Linked DNA regions of Gossypium arboreum: region 1 is linked to region 2. The links are chromatin contacts, called in public Hi-C maps. All regions are on one chromosome and are shown on one strand. Each heading gives the region's core, a stretch centred on a gene start, on an enhancer-like site or on the middle of the called end of the contact. The rest is flanking DNA. Distances are from core to core; before and after follow the strand shown. Region 1 holds the start of LOC108457503 (serine/threonine-protein kinase EDR1-like). Region 2 holds the start of LOC108456763.

Region 1 (3,660 bases), core at 752-3,251, 300 kb after region 2:
AGACCACTAGAAAGTTGCAAAGAACATGATGAGATATCTTCAAGGAACTAAAATTCACATGCTTACTTATAGGTAATCTAAAATTTTAAAAGTTGTCAGATATTCAGATTTAGATTTTGTTTGTTGTGCTGATTATTGGAAATCAACATCTACATATGTTTTTAAGTTGGCCAGTGGAGTCATGTCTTGGAGAATTGTTGAATAGACACTAGCAGCAACCTCTACTATAGAGGCTAAGCTTGTTTCATGTTTTGAAGCTACCTTGCAGGATATTTGGTTAGGAAGTTTTATTGCGAGTTTTGGAGTGTTCAACATATCTCTAGACCCATATGGATATATTAGGACAATATGGCAGGAATGTGTTAAAGTAAACACATTAACGTTAAATACTTAGTAATTAGGGAACACATTAAATCATGAAATTGCTCATAAAACACATAAGTACAAAGTTAAATATAGTTGATCGCTTGACAAAAGGAATACCACTAAAGTTGTTCAACGGACATGTGGTTGAAATATAGTTCAATTTAAAAATTATATAAATTGAGAATTCATTTAAAATTATTATTTTGAAATTATAAAAAATATAAAATTATTTAAAAATACATGTAGAATGAACTTCGATAAAAAACTCAAACCTCCATTTATTCAGATTATTCTAGACATCTACTTTTAAGGTTATTTATTTATTTATTTAAAAAGATAGTTTTAAGAATTATTATAGCTTTTAAATAAATTTTAATATTTTATTATATATAATTGAATTGTTTATAAAATGTAAATGATGACTTAACGCTTTTAAGAGAATACGGAGACTTCAAAAACTAATGTGAAGCAAAAACCAAATTAGGAGAAATTATTGAATTGAAAATTAAATATTTTTTTTATCCCTTTTATTATACTTTGAAAGGGAAACTTGTAGCTTGGACCAAATAATGAAAGAAAATTACTTGCCATAAAAAGCCACAAAACTAGAACATTTGATTGTTGGTTAAACGGAAAAAAAGAAGAAGAAGATGGTTTTAATTTTTTTTTAAGTAATAAATAAAGTCGGTCCAATTAATACCTCTCAAACCCTACCCTTAGCGAAAAAGTGAAACCCGGAACATCATATCGAAGGAGGAACCTTGACGTTAGCGTTTGTGATAACGCGCTACAGTCATTGGACATTCACCTGAAATTCTATCACTTAATTGGATGAATTCAATCACGTGAATTTTAGCTCGTGGGGATGCTACCCTACTCCTTAGTCTATTTTTTTTTTCTCTGATAAGACACTCCTTAGTGTATTTAAAGCATCTGGTATTCACGATGAGAAAAAGGGTCTAATTTCAAGACACCTCCGGGTATTATAGACCTGATTTTAATTTGGTCCTGATTTTTGAAGTATCATCTAAGGGCGAGTTGAAATCGGTTTAACCAATCATTCAGTTAAGTTGGTGTCTATTAAGGTTTTACTGATTAAATCGTTTATAATCTTGGTTTAAGCTTAAGTTGGTTAGTCAATTCGATTAAAATCGAATGTTGTTGGATAAGTTTGAAAAATCAACCTAATCAGCTGAAAATCCAAAAACCAAATGTATCATATCGATTAAGTCAGATCACTAGTTTAACCATTAAATTGAATGTTAAATATCAACTTGTATCTAACATGAAGATCATTTATACATGTAAACATTTTTTTTCACTTTTGTTTTCATATTTTTTTATCTTTTAGTGTTGTTCATGTTTATTTTACAATTTAAGTTCGGGATTCAAAGCTATCATTTCTAACAATATCGTCTCAAAGCTCAACATAAAAAAGTATATATGTATTTTTAAAATATACTATACATATTTAAATTGACTTTCATGTTAGATTAGAAGTTTACATTTTATGATTAAAAACCTAATTGATGAAACACTTAATTGATACAATATTAATAATTGGATTCAATTGAAGTATTTTAAAATTTAGAAACCTATTTAAAATTTAGAATATAATGCGAGAACACCATAAGGAATTAACCCGAAAAAGGAAAAAAAAAAAAACAAAAAACCAGAAAGAAACTGTCCCAAAACAAAGAAAAAGGCAAGAAAAAAAGAAAAGATAAATAGAAAAAAGGAAAAGAGAAATAGTTGAAGTCTTTGAGTCTTAGACCTCTCTTAAAAGAGAAAGAGGACTGTTTATTTCTACAGAAAGTGAGATTTTTGTATCTTATCAAAGCTTTGAACTTTGAAGCCCCTTCCTATGGTTTGACTTTTTGATTTGGTGAAGTGTACCCAAAAAAAAAAAAAAAGAAGAAAAAAAGTAGCAAAAATGGAAACACCTACAGCGGATGAGCTTTTGAGGAAGATCCAAGAACTGGAGGCAGGACATGAGCATCTCCAGCAAGAAATGTCTAGATTAAAACAATCCGGCGCCGGTCAGTCAAAGCCCGACCACATTAGTCAAAGATCCCACTCTACTTCCCCTCAACGCCGCCGCTGCCCGGGGAATTCGGCTGCGGCGGCGGCTACGTCGGCTGCTGCTTTGAAGAAAAGTTCTTGCTCGTTTCGGCATTCGTCGCCGTTGCAAAGAGAGAGCAGAAGGTGTGATACCGGAAATGGCGGCGGCGGAGGTGATGGAGAAAGCCGGAATACTGGTCCGGCTGCCGTTAATTTCACCAACAGTCAGTATTTAAATATTTTGCAGTCTATGGGACAATCTGTTCATATATTTGACCTTAATGGCCGTATAATTTATTGGTAAGAGGGTTACTTTCATGCCTTTAATGTTCTAGTCAGTGATTAACCTTTGTTATTAGTAAATGTAAGTAGCATTCTTATTGAATTGGGCATTTTTTGCAGGAACCGAACTGCGGAAAACCTTTATGGTTATTCAGCGGCGGAGGCTTTAGGGCAAGATGCCTTTGAACTTCTTGTCGATCCCAGGGACTTTGCGGTGGCGAATAATATAGTTCATCGTGTTATGATGGGTGAGAGTTGGACTGGGCAATTTCCTGTTAAGAATAAAATGGGGGAGAGGTTATCAGCTCTTGTAGCTGATACTCCTTTTTATGATGATGATGGTTCTTTGGTTGGAATTATTTGTGTATCCAGTGATTCTCGGCCGTTTCAAGTTGCATTTTCGGCTGAAAAGCAACCTGAAGGAGATTCAACCTTCAGCCGGTCCAAAAATGCTGTTTCAGCTAAACTCGGTCTTGATCCTCAGCAACCTTTGCAAGCTGCAATTGCGTTGAAGATAACGAATTTGGTATTGGTTCCTTAATTTTCATGTAGTTTCTGGTTGGTTTTTTATTGTTATTGTAGTTTGTCTTGGGTTGATTGTGAAAGAGTTACTAATGCAGGCGTCCAAGGTGAGCAACAAAGTGAAGTCCAGAATTAGGACCGGAGAGAATTGCATTGATCCGGAAGGGGGAAGTGGAGATAGTCATCATTCTGATCATGTTTTGTCCGATGCTGTACATTTCGATCATAAAGAAGATGCAACTTCGAGTGCAGCCAGTACACCGAGGGGAGATGTACACCCATCTGCCTTTGGTGTATTTTCTCCTTTTGAGGAGAAGCCTGCAGTTAAAACCTCGAGAGATTCTGGTGATGAGAGTGAAGGAAAGCCTGCAATCCAAAAGATTATGACATTAATGAATAGGAAAGGGTTATCATGGCCTTGGAAAGGGA
Region 2 (3,237 bases), core at 511-3,010:
CCTACAAAAGCATAAATGGCACAAGAAACAAGTCAAACTTTTTCATAAAATGCTGCATGAAACTCATAAAGTGTCTGTTGCTACTTAGTTATAAAATAAGTTGCCTTTGTCATTTGAAACACCATACACATAGCCTGCTATTCAATAGACATCTTATGATCACGTTAAACAAAACTAAAAGCTAATATCATACCTCTCCACCAACTGAGCATAACTTAAAGGGAATGACAAGCCATCATCATTTTCATGACCACTATCTTCCCCTTTCCTTGAATACCAAGCATGATACCTTCTAGGTAGAAGTTGATTTTCAAGCAATTCATTCCAAAACTGTCCACATGTTCTTTTACAAGGACCAGTTGAAAGGAAATGCATAATCAAAAAGTAAACTTCCCTGAGATCAACATCTACGTTATGCTTCTTAGAATCATCTGTCTCTCCATCTGCAAGTTGAGCTCGCACCTTAGTGGAAAAACTCAATGGCTTCATCCTAACAGAAGGAGAATCACTGGAGGGAACATATTTCTGGAGAGCCATATAACCTGCACATTATTCACACATGCGATAAGTTCGACCTTATTCACACATGGAAACAATACATCAAAAACAAAACTGCAATGACATTTATAACCAAACCATCCTTTCAGTCCAACGCAAAACTACTGTAAAAAATCTAGAAGAGGGAAAACCTAAGATCTCAGCACAAACACGAAAACCCTCCAAACCCCAAGTTGAACATATACAAAATATAACATCAAAGTGACTTTCAGCTTCTCTCAATAGATACCTCAATTTAGGTATTCACTTCAAATTCGTTCAATATCAAAGCATAAACATTTAAAATTCGCAAAAATACCTTCAGAGCGTACCAGGTGGATTAACCGGATGGGCAGTCACCGGAAACACGAAAATCTCTACCGCGCATTTGGAAATCCACAATGCAAAGGCCTGCAACAACAAGAACAGATCAAAAACCCTAAATTCAAAAGATTTCCACTGCTAACAATCAATAACAATAAATTCTTAACTAAAAAAGAAAACCAAAAAAAACTACCAAATTCGACATTCAGTGCGATGCACGCACAAAGAACTTGCAGCCAAAATAACTAAAATAAATTGAATTTTGAAAAAAAATAACAAGGAAAAAATATAGAAAAACAAGAAGTGGTATATAAGAAAGATTACCTTCAATGCATAAGATTCTTTTCAGGAGCAAAACGATGCGTTTTGGAGGTTTCAGTGTTATCTTCTTCAACTTAAAAGGAAGGATTTAAAGTGGGAATGGGGATCGACTGAAGAAAAAATAATAGCTAAAATTTTAATTTCAATAACAATGGAGAAAATTTCGAAAGGAAGATAGCGAGTGACGGACACGCGCGAAATGACGAATATTTATTTTGAAAATTCTAGGGAGGTAGCTTCTGTGTGTTTGTGTTTTTCTGTTTGGGGGTTTAAGAGAGAGAAAAAATAAACGAAGGGATTTCTCGAGATAAAAGGAGGAAGAGAAAACAAAGAAGATGAGAGAACCGAGGATTCAACGCAGCGTTTTTATATCTTTTACGATGCTCACTTACGCGCGTGAAAGGTAGCGCGTGTTTTGACGATATCTCTGAGAAAGCGGCGCCGTTTATGGGCTCCGCTGGGCTGGGTTTTTGGTTTTTCTGGCTATTTGAGGTGCGCTTGTTTGTACTTAAAAGATGACAAGCCCACAAATCAGTGGGACCCTATTGGCTTTGGTTTTTGTCTTAATTGCAGCTCCTTTTACCTGTAGAATTTTGGGAAAATTAGCCATATGTACCATTTTTAAAACGAAGTTAGCAAATTAGGCTGATTTTTTTCTAATTTAGGGAAATAGATTGATTTTGAAGAAAATAGCTGAAAATGCCTATTGTTGGAAATGTTGGCGTTTTCAGTTTCTCTTTCTTGCCACATCAGCATAACTATTTTTATTTTTTAATTTAATTTTTTATTAATTTTTAAAGGGATAAATATTAAAATTATAAATGAACTTTAATTCAATGTGTAATATCATATATGAACTTTGATTTTGTACTATTATTTACATGAAATTTTGATTTGATTCAGTTTTCACAAATCACTAACACCGTTATTGAATTAGCATCATTTTACGTTGATATATTGTACATACAAATAATAAATGAATCTAGTATGAAAATAAATGTACCTATTTATTTTTTAAATGTGTACAATTAAATCAAAATTAAAGTTTTATATATACATACAAACTCTAATTTAAGTTTAATAGATATAATTATACCAAATTAAAATTTATGATCAAATTACACATTGATATACTGAAGTTGATGAATATTTATTCCAACAAATCATTTGAATATATCAAATTCAAGGTTGATATAATTTTATTTAGAAAATTTAAACTGCAAACTTCTAGCATAAAAATTTACTAAAGCTATTAGGATTTGAATTCTAAATTAGATGTTATTTTTAATTATTAACTTTTATGATATAATATATATTATTTTTATTAGTATAAGAAAAGGAGACATTCTTTTTTCTTAAATTAAAATAAATCCAACATATTTAAGTTGATTTCGGAAAAAACGATTAAGCTTATAAATTTTAATTCAAATTAATTCAATTATTTACAATATTCAAAAATGAAAATATAAAAGACAACATGTTCGATTGAAAATTTTAAAATGATTTTTGAAAAATAAAATATGTAAAATTTAGAAAATAAAAATTTATTTTCATTATTTTCACTAAAAATACTTTATAAAACAAAAAATAAAAATAAATGATTGAATTAAGATTATATAAGCAAGTAAATATATTTTTTCAACAAATTTTAAATATTAAATATGATGCTTTAGTTGGAATCCAAAGGTTAAAAATTTTAAATTAAAAAAAAAAGGTCAAAAACGGTTATATTGATGTGGCACGGGGGAGAAGTTGAAAATCTTGAACTAACATGGGATGAAAACGCCTCTTGTAAGAGGTTAAGTTTCTGATAATGCTCTAGAATAACGTATTTTTATGTATTAATCATGTGTTTATTTTGAGCTCGATCTTACTAATTTAAGCTATTTATGTCTTTTTATCTTTTAGGGACTGATTTGGAGGCAAAAGCAAAATTAAGGGACAAAAGTGCGAATTTGGAGACACATTGGGCTGATATGCGACACAAGGAAAAGATTGTGCCAAAAGTGCAAGCATGGGAGACACAAGGACTAAAAACGTAAAAAGACGAGATTT

The links. Hi-C and Micro-C count contacts between places; a contact is called where the count stands out from the background.
Region 1: a contact with region 2 is called in a Hi-C map of leaf, with 3 times the contacts expected there. The contact joins the promoter of LOC108457503 here to the promoter of LOC108456763 in region 2. A contact is called at or near these places in 2 of 5 Hi-C or Micro-C datasets (both in leaf).

Annotation. Positions count from the first base shown.
Region 1 is chr9:61,103,358-61,107,017 of ASM2569848v2, forward strand. LOC108457503 (serine/threonine-protein kinase EDR1-like) reads left to right here and starts at 2,002. Exons shown (of 13, transcript XM_017756619.2): 1 at 2,002-2,727; 2 at 2,830-3,235; 3 at 3,330-3,660. The coding sequence starts at 2,300.
Region 2 is chr9:60,804,111-60,807,347 of ASM2569848v2, forward strand. LOC108456763 reads right to left here and starts at 1,761. Exons shown (of 25, transcript XM_017755417.2): 1 at 1,186-1,761; 2 at 870-948; 3 at 194-542; 4 at 1. The coding sequence starts at 537.